2 separate regions of the Mus musculus genome follow, and region 2 is linked to region 1. A link is a contact called in public Hi-C data. All regions are on one chromosome and are shown on one strand. Each heading gives the region's core, a stretch centred on a gene start, on an enhancer-like site or on the middle of the called end of the contact. The rest is flanking DNA. Distances are from core to core; before and after follow the strand shown. Region 1 has its middle 11 kb from the start of Gm20745. Region 2 overlaps Rora (RAR-related orphan receptor alpha).

Region 1 (6,919 bases), core at 1,424-3,923:
TTCCTCTAGCGAATATTAATACAGTGTGTATCTCAGGCACAGTCTGCCTACAGGTCATGATCCACCAGGCTGTAGAGATGGCATCAATCCCTGGTGGGTCTCAGTTCTCAGCCCTAAAGGGCTTCTGCTGGGCGGGCATCCTTGCTGCTGAAAGCTGGGAAGATCCAAGCGGGGGGAACTAAGCACACAACTCCTCTACACACACCTTTACCAACCAAGTGGGGAACAGCCAGTATAAAGCACAGTTCCAAGAAGGCCTGGCCAATGCTAGCGCCACTAGACGGGACCTGAGCAGGGTGTTCCTCCCTCCAAGCACAAGCATGGACCCGACCTGTGTCTTCATCACTAGACCCCAGACAGCATACAGGAGGATCCCAGGACATTCCCACACCAGAGTTTAGAACACGTGTGCCTTAGTATCCACCAGAGGTGGGAAAGACTGTGTGTGCCTCTGTAGGTCAGATTCCCTCAGTGTTTCCAGTGTGTGAAGACACACAGCAAGAGAACCAGAGGATGCACTGCCCCAGTCAGGTAACCTTTCTGAAGCAGAGGCCATGCCCTTTTCCATCTTTCTCCTATACTCACTTGTCCAGAGCAAGGGTTTCTCCTCGGGCTCAGCACCATGGGACCAGGATGGCATATCTTCCTAGCCCTCTGGACAGGGAGGACTGTGTCTATGTCACTGTCATTCCTAATAGTGTTCCACTGGGATTTATAAAAACAGAATCATCAAAAGCTTTCCTTATTTGACAAATGAATGATACTCATAGTTGTTCATTTCCAACACCTTCTCTGGCCTGCAAGGGTACCCATATGTGCATACCCCTCCCCAAACACACACACACACACACACACACACACACACACACACACACACTGTCATGTAAATATTTTTAAAAGAAAGGGAGGGAGAAAAGGTCACCTAGGGGTGGGAAGAGATGATGGCTGTATAGTTATATATAGAGAGAGATGAGCCTGCCTGGCATCTGCTAATGGGCTTTGTGCTGCATTTGATTTTGACGCCTCAACCATCCTCAGCACAGCCCCTCCAACTTCTTCAGAATCCTACATCCCTTCACCTCCTCACACCAAAACTAAGAGTTCTCACAAACACCAAGTCCCGTGCCAAGTCTCCCTTGCTCCACTCTGCTCCCTTTGAACAGAGCTGAAGGGCCTCCCTGTCCTGAGACGAGATGTCAGCCAGAAACTTAAGTTGCTATGCCATCATGTGGCTGACAGAAGGACAGCAGGCTTGGTACAGGGCTGAAGAGGGGAGACAATAAGGCATCCAGCCAGACATTCTAAAGTCCATCAGAGACATGGGCAACACCTAAAGGGCTCCATTCTGGGTGTTAATTGGACTTGAAAAGCCCTGGACTTAGACATGGAACACAGACATTCAAGGGGGGCTGGTCTTCAATCTCTGGGTGCTTTGTTCTGTAAAACTGTGTGATTAGAAGCCACCCTCCCTCACGTATGCCCAGCACATCCTTCCTCAAAGGGCACCCTCTACCCACCCAGAGCCCTGTTCCATTTTATGAAGAGCACCAGGAGGAAAGGGTGGGGTCTCCTGAGAGCCCCACCTTGGAGCCTGAAGGTCATGGGGTCAGGTTTTCTCTAAAGTCGAACCCAAGTTCCTACTCCAGTAAAGGACTGTGGGAAACAGTCATGAGCCATGCCTCTTGATCAGATGACCCGAGATCAAGTCTTAAGCTTCTGCACTCCCTTGCTCTGGGTCTCATCATCCTTTCTGGGAAATGGGAGAGCCAGAAGTCATAATCCCAGCCTGTGCTCAAAGGCACCAGAAGCAGAGGGCCTCACACGTGCGGAAGCACAATGGGGACATTAGGGTCAGCGGGAATGGGACAGGGCACCTGTTGTGACTGTTTCAATGACAGATGTGATTCACATGGAGCAGTTGTTCAAAGTCAGGGCCCTCAAACCCAGAGCAGGAGATAGAAGAAGGAGCGTGCCTGAGTTAGGGGGAGCAGGACACCTCACGACCACCTTCAGGCTGGAGGAGGAGAGCCTTGTAGAGTGTGACCATCCCTAAAGGCAGTGGCCAGCCAGTTACAATTCAACACCGGGTTCCAGGGACCATCAGCTCTGAGCTGATCAAAGCTCTACCTTCAAATACATACGTTCTTTCTACCATAAAAAAAAAAGTATGTTCTAGGCAGGGTTGACACTTCCCCTTCAGGAAATGTCCCCAAAGCCCTAGCATCTACCATAACTCATCCCCAAAGCACCATTTCAAAAGGAAAAGAGACGGTAATGGGAGAGCTGGTTCCAAAGGCTGGAGGATTACTAGGGGTAGAAGAGTACAGGCAGGAATGCGGCTGTGGGGAGGGCGGGGACCAGAGATGGAAGAGAGGATGCAAAGGAGATCCCATCCAAACTGAGCATGTGTGAAAATGCCTCACGGAAGTGTGCTACTTTGTATCCTACTTTTACAAATAAATTGGGAAAAACAAACACCAAGGTTCTGAACTCAGGTCCCTGCAAAGTAGGGATGCCACAGTCCAGGTTCTTTCCAGCAAGTCTTGAGAGCTACTTCCTGAGGAATCCTGCGTCCCAGGCTGCTACCCAAATCCTCCTGAGATGCCAGGACCTATCCTGTAGGTCCGGGTATCATAGCTTCCTCAGAGAGCACGCACAGTTGGTGGCGTCTGCCCTCTAGTGGAGTATCAGGGAAAGACAGTCCGGAGTGGGCAAAGAGAAGCACCAAACAACGCAGTCTGTGTGGGGTTTCCTTCCAGTTTCCTCTTCTCCTTCCCTTCCCTCGACCCCACACTTCACCCCCGGGCTGTAGGGCCCCTACACAAGGCTACTTCCACGTTGGCTGGTGGTTCAGGCTCGGGAGCTTTGGGCAATGCAGGCCAGGAAATGACCTTGGATGCGTAACAAATTGCAGAAACCCTGGAAATTTTTCTGAGCAGCAGCTCTTTCCAACCTCCAAGAAAAACAATACAGTCTGATGCCTGGGAAGCCTTTCTCCCTTGATGTGTTCCACACGTGGTTCTCCTAGATCCTGGAATTTCCGAGGCTGGGCAGCAAAGTCAGGCAGAGCTTGTTCCAAAAGGATGTCTGAAAACCAAAACAAATAGTGTCTTTTTAAAAGTGTCTCATTTCATCTGCAGAATGCTTGGTCCTTTTAAAATATAAAATCCCTTTTTATTAGTCTCTTTTTAAAAAAATCCATTCTGTGATACATGCAGTGGATTCCAGAAATCACTCGAGAAGATGTGTGTGATCAAGACGGGCTCACACTTGCATGTAGAAGGTGTAGGTTAAGACAGAATTTTTGGAGCCAAAGAGCTAGGTGAGAATCTGAGTTGGATTCAACATCCACTAAAGGGCCAGGCACATCAGCTGCTCAACTGTAATCCCAGCTACGGCAGAAGGCGCTCTAAATCTAGCGGGTCAGTCAGTGTAGCTGAGTCTGTGAGCTCTGGGTTCACTGGGAGGCCCTGTCCCTAAAACTGGGGAGCAGAAACTAAAGGAAGGCCCCAACATCGACCCCTGGTCTCCACATGCACCATGCATGGGCACACACACAAACGAATACACACGCATACACGGGACGGGGTGGAATTTTTTTAAGCAGCATGTGAGGGTTCTTATAAATTGTTTTTAACATGCCTGTTGCAAGTAACTGATCTGGCCTTTTGAATACTGATACAACACAGTAACTTCAATTACAATATTTAAATGTAATTAATAAGAATGCTGGTTCAAATGTCAAAAACCACAAAGAGTACTAGCCCTTAGTTACTAGCACCTAGTGACTAGTTACCCTCTATTTGGTTCATCTGAACGTTAAACCCTGCAATAGACACTGTATACACATAGTCTCATTTAACTCTAAGGACAAACCAGGAATTGTTATTATCATCATCATCATCACTACTAATTACCTTTACTGTTAATCTGATACCCACAGAGTGGCTCAGCTGGGATTCATTGGGGTATGCTGGTCAAATAGGGCTCTAACTCTCCATGCTGCTCTCTTGCCTTCTAGCCAAGTGAGGAGCATACTGGTAAGACTAACCCATTTCTAAAGTACCCCACACCCAATGATGCTGAACAAATAAGGCAAATTGTCATAACAAATAAAATTACTGATCTGAAAGAACCAATTAGAGCAAATATTTAAAAGGAAAGGGATGTGGTGCAAAAAGGGTCACCCAAAGACAGCCTTTGGGAAAGATACCTGGGTCTGGACAAATGTGCACATGAACGTGTGTGTGTGTGTGTGTGTGTGTGTGTGTGTGTGTGTGTAGGTAGGGGGCAGAGATAGATATTTTCCCCTGTTGCATCCACCTCATTTTTGAGAAAGAACCTCTCAGTGGATCTGCAGCTCACCTGATCTCTCCAATCAGCTAGCCAGTGAACCCCCAGGGTCCACTTGTCTCTGCCCCTCCAGACTCCAGGTGCCACAGCTGACTATTTACACAAGGTCTGGGGATTTGAGCACAGGTCCTCATGCAGCAAGCACGTCACCCACTGAGCCATTTCCCATAATCCTACATATGGGATCCCGAAGATCAAACTCAAATTGTGAATAAAATAGTGGCAAGCATTCCCAAGAAGACACAGCACAGTTCTACTTAAAGCACGTTTGACGCACAGACTGGAAAATAAAGATAGATAAATAGATGGTTTCTTTTTTTTTAATTTTTTTTATTAGATACTTTCTTCATTTACATTTCAAATGCTATCCCGAAATTCCTCTATACCCTCTCCCCCCCACCCCCCCCCCGCCCTGCTCCCCTACCCACTCACTCCGACTTCTTAGCTCTGGCATTCCCCTGTACTGGGGTATATAAAGTTTGCAAGACCAAGGGGCCTCTCTTCCCAATGATGGCCAACTACGCCATCTTCTGCTACATATGCAGCTAGAAACACAAGCTCTGGGGGTACTGATTAGTTCATATTGTTGTTCCACCTATAGGATTGCAGACCCCTTCAGCTCCTTGGGTACTTTGTCTAGCTCCTCCATTGGGGGCCCTGTGTCCCATCCAATAGATGACTATGAGCATCCACTTCTGTATTTGCCAGGCACTGGCATAGCCTCACAAGAGAAAGCTATATCAGGGTCGTGTCATCAATGTCTTTCTGGCATATGCAATAGTGTCTGGGTTTGGTGGTTGTATATGGGATGGATCCCCGGGTGGGGCAGTCCTGGAAAGAACCCAGATGCCCCTCAAAGAGGAATGGATACAGAAAATGTGGTACATTTACACAATAGAGTACTACTCAGCTATTAAAAACAATGAATTCATGAAATTCTTAGGCAAATGGATGGATCTGGAGGGTATCATCCTGAGTGAGGTAGCCCAGTCCCAAAAGAACACACATGGTATGCACTCACTGATAAGTGGATATTAGCCCAGAAACTTAGAATATCCAAGATACAATTTGCAAAACACATGAGACACAAGAAGAAGGAAGACCAAAGTGTGGATACTTCGCTCCTTCTTAGAATGGTGAACAAAATACCCATGGAAGGAGTTACAGAGACAAAGTTCGGAGCTAAGATGGAAGGAAAGACCATCCAAATAGATGGTTTCTTAGAAGAAGAAGAAAAAAAAAGGATGACTTCAGGAAGGGGAGGTGGTGGTGGCGAGATGGCTCAGTGATTAAGAGCACTAGCTACTCAGGCAGAGGACCCAGGTTCAGTTCTCAACACCCACGCGGCAGCTCACAACAATCTGCAGCTGCAGTCCCAGGGGATCCAGTATCTTCTTCTGGACTCTGCAGCATCAGGTCCACAAGTGGTGCACAGACGCACATGCAGACACAACACTCATACACATGAGATAAGTAAGTCTTTACAAGAAACAAACTGCCAGGCAGTGGTGGCGCACGCCTTTAATCCCAGCACTTGGGAGGCAGAGGCAGGTAGATCTCTGAGTTCGAGGCCAGCCTGGTCTACAGAGTGAGTTCCGGGACAGCCAGAGCTATACAGAGAAACCCTGTCTCGAAAACAAAAAAAAAAAAACAAAAAAAAAAAAACAAAAAAAAAAAAGAAAGAAAGAAAAAGAAAGAAACAGACTGCTTTGGGTCCTCCTCAGCAATGCATTGGCACTTACCAAGACACAGTAAATAATGTAAAAATAACTTCAAATGATTAATTAATCCCACACTTCACCTTTTCCTAAGATTAAATGCCTTCAGTGCCAAGGCCTGGTGTTGGGTCGAAGAGAGAATTTAGTTAGCATTTATAAACTGTCGGTGAGGATAATTTTCAAGAAACACACGATTACTTTAGCTCAAGAAACCAACTCAGCATTTATAAAAGGCAACTGAGTCCATCAGCACACCTGTCCATTTCTCTTTCTGCATTAATAAGACTGTCCCTCATAGTTTAACTGTAAAGTGTGCAGTTCAAGTGTGTGATTCATAATTATGCACATATCAATAGGGAATATGTGAACCAGTGTATAATTTTGCTGCAAGAAGCCTAAATAAAGAGAAAGTTATCTCCCAGCTTCCAAGAACTATCAAAATTACATCTGAGGATCCTGCTTATGACCATCTCCCTTTACCAACTGTCCCAGGTGAACCGTGACCAGGCACTTCTGGCTGCAGATTTGATCACTGAAAAGATTTACCAAAAGTGCAGGTTAGTTTCATGTCAATTTGACACAAGCTTGAGTCACTGGAGAGAAAGGAGCCTCAATTGAGCAAGCCATGGGGAGCAAGCCATGAGGAGCAAGTCATGAGGAGCAAGTCATGGGGAGCAAGCCATGGGGAGCAAGTCATGAGGAGCAAGTCATGGGGAGCAAGCCATGGGGAGCAAGCCATGGGGAGCAAGCCATGAGGAGCAAGCCAGCAAGCACCCCTCCACGGCCTCTGCATCAGTTCCTGCCTCCAGGTCCCTGCCCTATTTGAGTTCCTGCCCTGACTTCCTTCA
Region 2 (6,919 bases), core at 1,397-3,896, 680 kb before region 1:
CTCCCCCAGAAATTGCCATGCCCCCCTTAAACAAGTATTAATCTCCTTCCAACTAACAATGTCCTGTTCTATGATACCCTGGTCCCCTCGACATCTTGAGGAAGCATGAAGTCATTATCTGCTGACCCTCTGGTTTCTCTGAGCCTCTGCAGCAAACTGGATGGCTCTTAGCCTCCAGACCTTTTTATCCCCTCTCTCCCCTCTCTTTGATGTTAATGCTGAAAAGATGGGCAAGGAATGGATTGAGGCAACCAGGCCGGCTGGATCCCAGTAGCTCTGGCTTACTCTAGTATAAAGAAGTCGAGCAGAGACATCTTCAGAGCTCTCTCTCAGCTTCTCTGCCCGCTTTCATCTTCATGAATGCTCTTGATGGCACCTGACATTGACAAAAAGCCTGATGACGGATCCTGAACTATACTAGTGACATCACTCTCTCACTGGTACCCCACCCTGGAAACTTGGGATTTGCCAATCACTGATGGCTCCCTTCCCTGGCTCACACTCAGATAAAAACTTCCTGTTATTGTTCAGTTATTGACAGTGCTATTGATCAGTCACTGAAATCACCTTAAACTACCTCCCATCCCTTTTGGTGGAGGTTGAAGTTTCAGCCTTTGTCTGCTCCTGCATGGGTTAGGACAAGACCCTTGGAGGTCTTGCTATCTTGAGCCCACTCGGTCTGCAAGCTCAGGATCAGTAGTATGTGTTCTTCAACAGGGTTAGTGCATCCCTAGGAGGTGTGATCCGGAGTCACTCTCTTCTCTCTGATCTCTTCCCTGAACCATCTCATTCTTCATACGTTCCTAAAAGTTCTGCAATGCCCAGCTCTAAGGCCACACTGCTTAGCCTTCACTGCTCAGAAACCTCATTGCATAATTTAGTACTTAATATAAAGGGCCAACCTCAATGGCCCCTCCTAGAAGCTGGAGAAATGCCCATCTCTGAACAGCCTGCTGAACACACTTCCTCTGTTAAACTCAATTATGTAACTCATAGTTTAAGTTATCTCCTATATGTGTCCAGGGTTTGATTAGATTGCCAGCTTCTCTTGGCTTGTGCTGCCAAGCCCAGACCCTGCATGGAGAGGTCATCTTAAAAGATGTCATCTCATGACTGAAGAACAGTCTGTTCCAAAGGATGAGGACTCTGGGACCATCCTCCTGGACTCAGACTCTAGTAAGCCTTGGAGGCAGCTGAGCAGCTTGTCCTAAGTCCAGACACGGAGGAGACATGTTCTTAGTGGTATAGCTATTGCCAATTTGCCCATTCTTCTGTAAATAACCCCTCGCCCGTGCTCCTGTGAAAGCAACCCCAGGTAAACACATTGGGTCACCAACAAAGGAGGGACATAAAGTAGAAAAGGGACTAACTGAGAAGAAGGATGAGATCAGTAAGAGTGGGAAGAAGAAACGAGAGGGTAATGGCGAGGGTAGATGTGATCACAATATATCATGGTCATATATAAAAATTTCAAAATGAAACATGTTATTATGTATAATTAATGGATGCCAATGAAAACTTTCTGGAAAAATCCACACACGCTGTCTGGCCCCTGCAGATTCTGATTAAGAAATGGTTCAGGAACGTTCTGGAAACGTCACTGATTTTTCCCGTGAAACACCACGCCCAGCAGCTCCCCAGAGATAGAAACTGTGTGAGTCCTTCACCCTGTTTGTCCCTAAAGCTTCTGCCTTGTGGGGTCAGAGGTCAGAGGAGAGGTCCTATCACTAATAAAGAGAACATTCAGACACTTCTGTGGCGGTGTCTCTGGGGCTCGACCCCGGGGCTGGGAAGCAGCCGAGAGGCGGCGGCATCGGGAGAGCACTTAGATTCCTTATGTGCTCTCAGAAATGCCAGCGAGTTTGAAAGGCACTTTGTCCAATTAGAAGTGTGGGGAAAATATCCATCCTGTCTGTGACAAAGATGAAGCACTTCTTTCAAAAGTACTGGTGGCAGCCTGCCAGCTCTCAGAAGTCCAAGGAATCCACGCGAGCCAGCAGTTATTAATTAGTTTTATTAGTGGCAGGTCCTTAATGCAAAATGACAGAGAGAAGAGAGTGAATATCCCCATCACTACTAAAATACAAATTGTCCAGATTTAGGCTGCGCTGTTCGCCGAACACGCGCAGGCCACTCGCCAGGCCCAAGTGGGGAATAGAGAAGAGAGCCAAGTGCCTTGCTACAAAATCCTGGACTATTAACGGCATGACCAAGAGTTGGAGTACTTACCTCAGGTAATTCTCCAGGAGACAATGCACTGGTTTTAATTATCAAGGAGGAAGGGCCTCCGAGGGGAAGCTGGGACGGGTTGGTGGTGAGGACAGGGAGGGAAGAGGCCCTGTTCTCCCTATAAACAAGGCCTCAATGAGAAGCAATGGCTTCTCAGAGCAGCACACAGGGCCGCCCTGCTGAGAATTAGTCTTCTACTGTCAACCTGTGTTTTATGACCATTAATCACATTTGTATTTATAAGCACTAAGACAGGATAATCAAATCTCATGCTTCAAAGCATATGTTTATCACCACAGGCACAAGAAGGAAGTGGGGGGAAAGTTTACAAGGCTGCTCTGTTGGCAGGAGCTGCAGCCTATCTGTGGCCTCCCCAGAAGCACCCTGGAGGGGGTTGAGGGGGACTGAGGAGCATTCTGCAGGGGAGAGGACAGAGCTGCCTTGTACCTTGCAGTTGTTAATATTTTTTACTGCTCTCTGTGCTGGGCCAAACACAGGAATTTAAAAGACACTCTTTTCCCAGTGCCCCACCCCCAGTAAGCTCTTCCTCTCTCCCTACAATAGCACCCATGACTGTGTAACCGTGTAATGTCTCCTCCTGGTTCATAGGTTTCATGTAGGTCTCTTATACCATACCATTTGAAGAGGTTTCCAGTTTAACATACCATTCAAGGGCTCTTTCCCCTAGACTGGAAAAAGAAATTGTTTTCCATCCAAGGCCAGATAGTAAGAATTTTAGGCTACTCTGAAGGAGCTACTCTCTTCTGCCTTCCGAGGCTGCCCCATACTATACAGGTGTGGCTCTGTCCCAATAAAACTTTACCCATCCCCAAAAAACCCCACAAAGACAACAACAACAAAAACAAAACAAAACCAAGTTCTAGAAAATCTAGGGAGATAACTTAGCGGTTAAGATCATTGACTGTTTATAAAGGGGACCAAAGGTATAACCATCTGTAACTCCAGTTCCAGGGCATCTGACCTCTTCTTCTGACCTCCTGGTTTACCAGGTACCTACATGATGCACATAGATCCAAGCAAAACAATCATACTCATAGAATCAAAATTCAAAACAAAACAAAAACAAATCAATTGCTGAGAACCACAATCCGTTCTTAGACAATCGCTATCTCATAGTGTCTGCCTCCCTGCAGTGGAACACAGGCATTGAGGAAGAGAAGAGGATGGCCCAGGGCTTTTGGAACACAAGGCCTACGATGAAGAAAAAGCAGGGAAGGAAAGTGGACACTGCTGATTCATTGAAAAGGCTTAGAAGCCTTTGACGCCATGTCTGCATCTAGGAGATCCTCTCAAGTAACTTCAAATGATGTGCATGATGCAGGGTAGCCGCACCTTCTCCTCAGGTAAACAGGTGCAAGGCTTCCCTCTCTCTACACAAGTGTTTGTTCCCATCAAGGAAAGGGTCTCTGTTGAGTTTGCTCATATAATTGGGTGTTTTGCATGGTCTATGGTATGTACAAGTTAAGTTGAAATGAGCCTCCTCTTGTATATCTTTAAGTCTACCTTCTTTAACACCAGAAGATGCCTTGCTGAGATTTTTAAAAAGCCATAGAGATAAGATACATAAAGATTTCAAGGAGTAACCTATGTGTGATTTTATGTATATAATTTATATGTAGTATAAATATATGTATAATTTATATAACGTATAAGCAATTTTGTTTGTATATGTGAAGTCTATGTTCTCACTGGCTTCCCTTAGAAAAAACCTGATTGAGGGTAAGTAATTCATATGCGAAGATTCTGCACCTTTTATGGAGAATTTAGTGGTCTGCAAACAAAGACTTAATCCGTCAGGGAGCTATTTCATGTATGTTGGATTTTGGGGTTAGCAGTACTCTGTGGAGGAAGGGACATTATCTTTGGAGTGGAAAGTACCATGGCTGAAATGCTGGCTCTGTTGCTGCAGCTTTGGGCAGTGCTCTAAACCTGTTTCCTAATCTAAAAATAGGGCCAGTGGCACTTTCCTTACAGGCTCAGCAGGCAGGGTGGGAACACCATACGTGATGCCTTTAGTACAACTCTTGGTGCAGTACCACACTCAATAACTGTTAGCTGTGGAATCATTTTGCAAACTCATAGGTCATTTTTAAAGAGCAATACATACTTCTCTCTCTCTCTCTCTCTCTCTCTCTCTCTCTCTCTCTCTCTCTCTGCATCAAAGTAAAATAAAAAATAAATAAACAAACAAACAAAAAACAGAGCTCAGTTCTGGCCAAGGGTTCACCTAATCAATGAGAGTCAGCTCCTTTCTTTATCACATACATGTTCCCCAGGACTTCCCAAGGCTCCCTGGGGCTGGCTGCTATTCTTCTTGGTCAAGACCAATCCTGGGATGAATAGTCTGGCAGCATATAAAATATGCATCTTCTCCTTTATCCTTCCTTCTAATAGGCTAGAGACCATGGTTGCTTATCTAGCCCCTTTCTGAAAACAGTAAAACTGCAGGGTGACTCTCCCACAGACACTGCCCCAGGTACAGCTCTGCCCACCAGATAGCTTCACTGGGGTCCGAGATGCTAGCAGGCTCTTGGTAGCCCTGCTTTCCTGAACTGCTGTTGTTTTTAGCTGTTCTGAAAACCAGGTAAAAACAAGAATAGATAAAACTCAGGGCTTCTGAGAGCTCCGAGTTGGAACAGCAAATAATGCTGTCCCCATTGAAGCTTCACTTCTCCCTGAAAAAGTTGTCGGGAAAAGTTCAGGCTTAGCTTAATCCACGCTTATTGATGCACAAGGAATGTAAGTTGGCAGCCAAGGAGGTGTGCAGCTTGCCAGGTAGCTCTCCATAGGACATGCTGTATACAGAGGTCATGTCAACGTGGATCCCTCTCAACCAACACATGGCTGTTTCAGTCAGAACTATCCTGCATTCTCAGCACCTGAATTTATCAAGGAGAAAAAGGATGGTCAGAGGGCTTGACCACTGGCCTCTAATTCCTCTCATTTAGATAAACTGCTCCTTGACATAGAATAGTCACTCTGTGAATGAATGCGCTGTATATTTCTAAAGTGTCATGTTGTAGCAGTTTATGCTTAAAGGCAAATGACTTTGGGTCACTAGTAACCAAGCTACTGGGGTCCCAGGATATGTGACCTGGGGAAGAAAATCTAAGTGATGAGAAGCAATGGCAGGATCTACCAATCTACTCGAGACTGACAGGGATGCAATTTCCATTAAAGATAAACCTGCTGCAAAAAAAGGGATACAATGCTCTGTGGCTGGGAACTTACTTCTGTGCAATTCACTATGGGGTCTAACCTTATTTATCTGGAAGCACCCCAAATAGAGGTGCCTGCCATATCCACTAGCATCGCCACTCCCTGAGACCCAAAGCCACTCCCTCCCACCCCCACCCCTCCGTGGCTCTGTCTATTGCTACTCCTTGGTTATCATGGAATAAGTATTTCTGGGATAGACAGATGGATAGATGGATGGATGGATGGATGGATGGATGGATGGATGATTGACATATCCCATTGCCAGTTTACATCCCAATCCACCGCATTCTGCTCTGAGGACATGGAACTTGGGGAACAGAGATGCAAGCCAAACTCCAATATCTCAAAGTCTGGATATGAGAGTGCTGGACCTAGTCTCATAACACCCACAGACTGTATTTTCTAGTCTTTTAAAAAGAGCTAACTCTTGCTCACAGAGCAGTGGTGAGGTCAGACACACCAGTGCAGTGACCGGCAGTTGGCAGGAGGTTTGCAAATGTCAGTTGCTGTTGTCACTATCATCCATTACTATTATGCTTGGTGGGACTCCTTCAACACCTCCCCAACCCACATTACCTCTCCTACTTTTTCTTTCCCCAGTGGAACCATTGATTTGAGTTGTCTTTTGTTAACTCTTAGTACAAACTGATGGTCCCTCTCCTTCACAACCCTTGATCACTGTGCTCCATCATGCTGAAAGGCTCACATCTAATTTCAGCCTGAGCAATGAATATCTATTTTAAGATTCATATAGAAAAGTTACATTTTCTCTCGTCTCTTGGATCTTGTGTGTGTGTGTGTGTGTGTGTGTGTGTGTGTGTGTGTGTGTGTGTTGTGTGTTTGGGTGCATGCATACATAGATGAACCCTGTGCGCATTGTGCATGTGAATGAGCCTGTGGAGGCAAAAGGCTGACCTAAAGTGTCTTCCTTGATTGATTTCCACTTTATTTTTTGAAACAAGGTCTCTCACTCAGCCTGAAGCTCCTCAAGTAGACTCACCTGACTGGCTAGCAAGCCCCAGGATTTTCTGCCTATGCCTCCCTAGCACTAAGGTGACAGGTGTGTGCTGCATATACATGCTGAGATCTAATTCAGGTTCTCGTGTTATGCACTTACTTTAACAGATAAGACCTCCCCCCAGCCCCTTCTTGGGGGTCTCCTAATGCAGATACTCTGCCTGGGACAGACATGAACAAACCCAGAAATGCATTGCTGGATCCAGCCCTTTCTAAAGTTTTAATCTTTCCCTTAAATCTGTGAGGAAGCATTCTGTCCAGTGCAGTGATGACCAACCCTCTTCCCTCTCCTCTGTGTTCACAGCTGCAGAGTTAACGGTTTAAGAGAGGGCCAACACTGAGAGCAGTGTGCTTGCCAACCACAGCTACTCCAGATGCCAGGACTAAGGCCAGCCTGGGCCACAGGAACTGGTGCTGTGGCATGGTGACATAC

The links. Hi-C and Micro-C count contacts between places; a contact is called where the count stands out from the background.
Region 2: a contact with region 1 is called in a Hi-C map of uterus, with 5 times the contacts expected there. The contact joins two enhancer-like sites. A contact is called at or near these places in 1 of 15 datasets of contacts at CTCF or cohesin (pro-B cells), 45 of 484 Hi-C or Micro-C datasets (the AML12 cell line, the AtT-20 cell line, B cells and 28 more) and 4 of 115 datasets of contacts at active chromatin or transcription factors (astrocytes, bone marrow-derived dendritic cells, differentiating embryonic stem cells and 1 more).

What each region holds. Positions count from the first base shown.
Region 1 is chr9:68,011,020-68,017,938 of GRCm38.p6, reverse strand. No RefSeq gene overlaps it. Among named protein-coding and RNA genes, the nearest start is that of Gm20745, 11 kb to the left of the region's middle. Within about 2 kb of position 2,673, at least 24 of the 459 cell types and tissues checked have an H3K27ac peak or open chromatin away from gene starts, as enhancers often do. A contact at or near this core is called in uterus, where this site is marked.
Region 2 is chr9:68,690,743-68,697,661 of GRCm38.p6, reverse strand. The region is part of intron 1 of Rora (RAR-related orphan receptor alpha); the gene reads right to left. Among named protein-coding and RNA genes, the nearest start is that of Gm31325, 40 kb to the right of the region's middle. Within about 2 kb of position 2,646, at least 9 of the 459 cell types and tissues checked have an H3K27ac peak or open chromatin away from gene starts, as enhancers often do. A contact at or near this core is called in uterus, where this site is marked.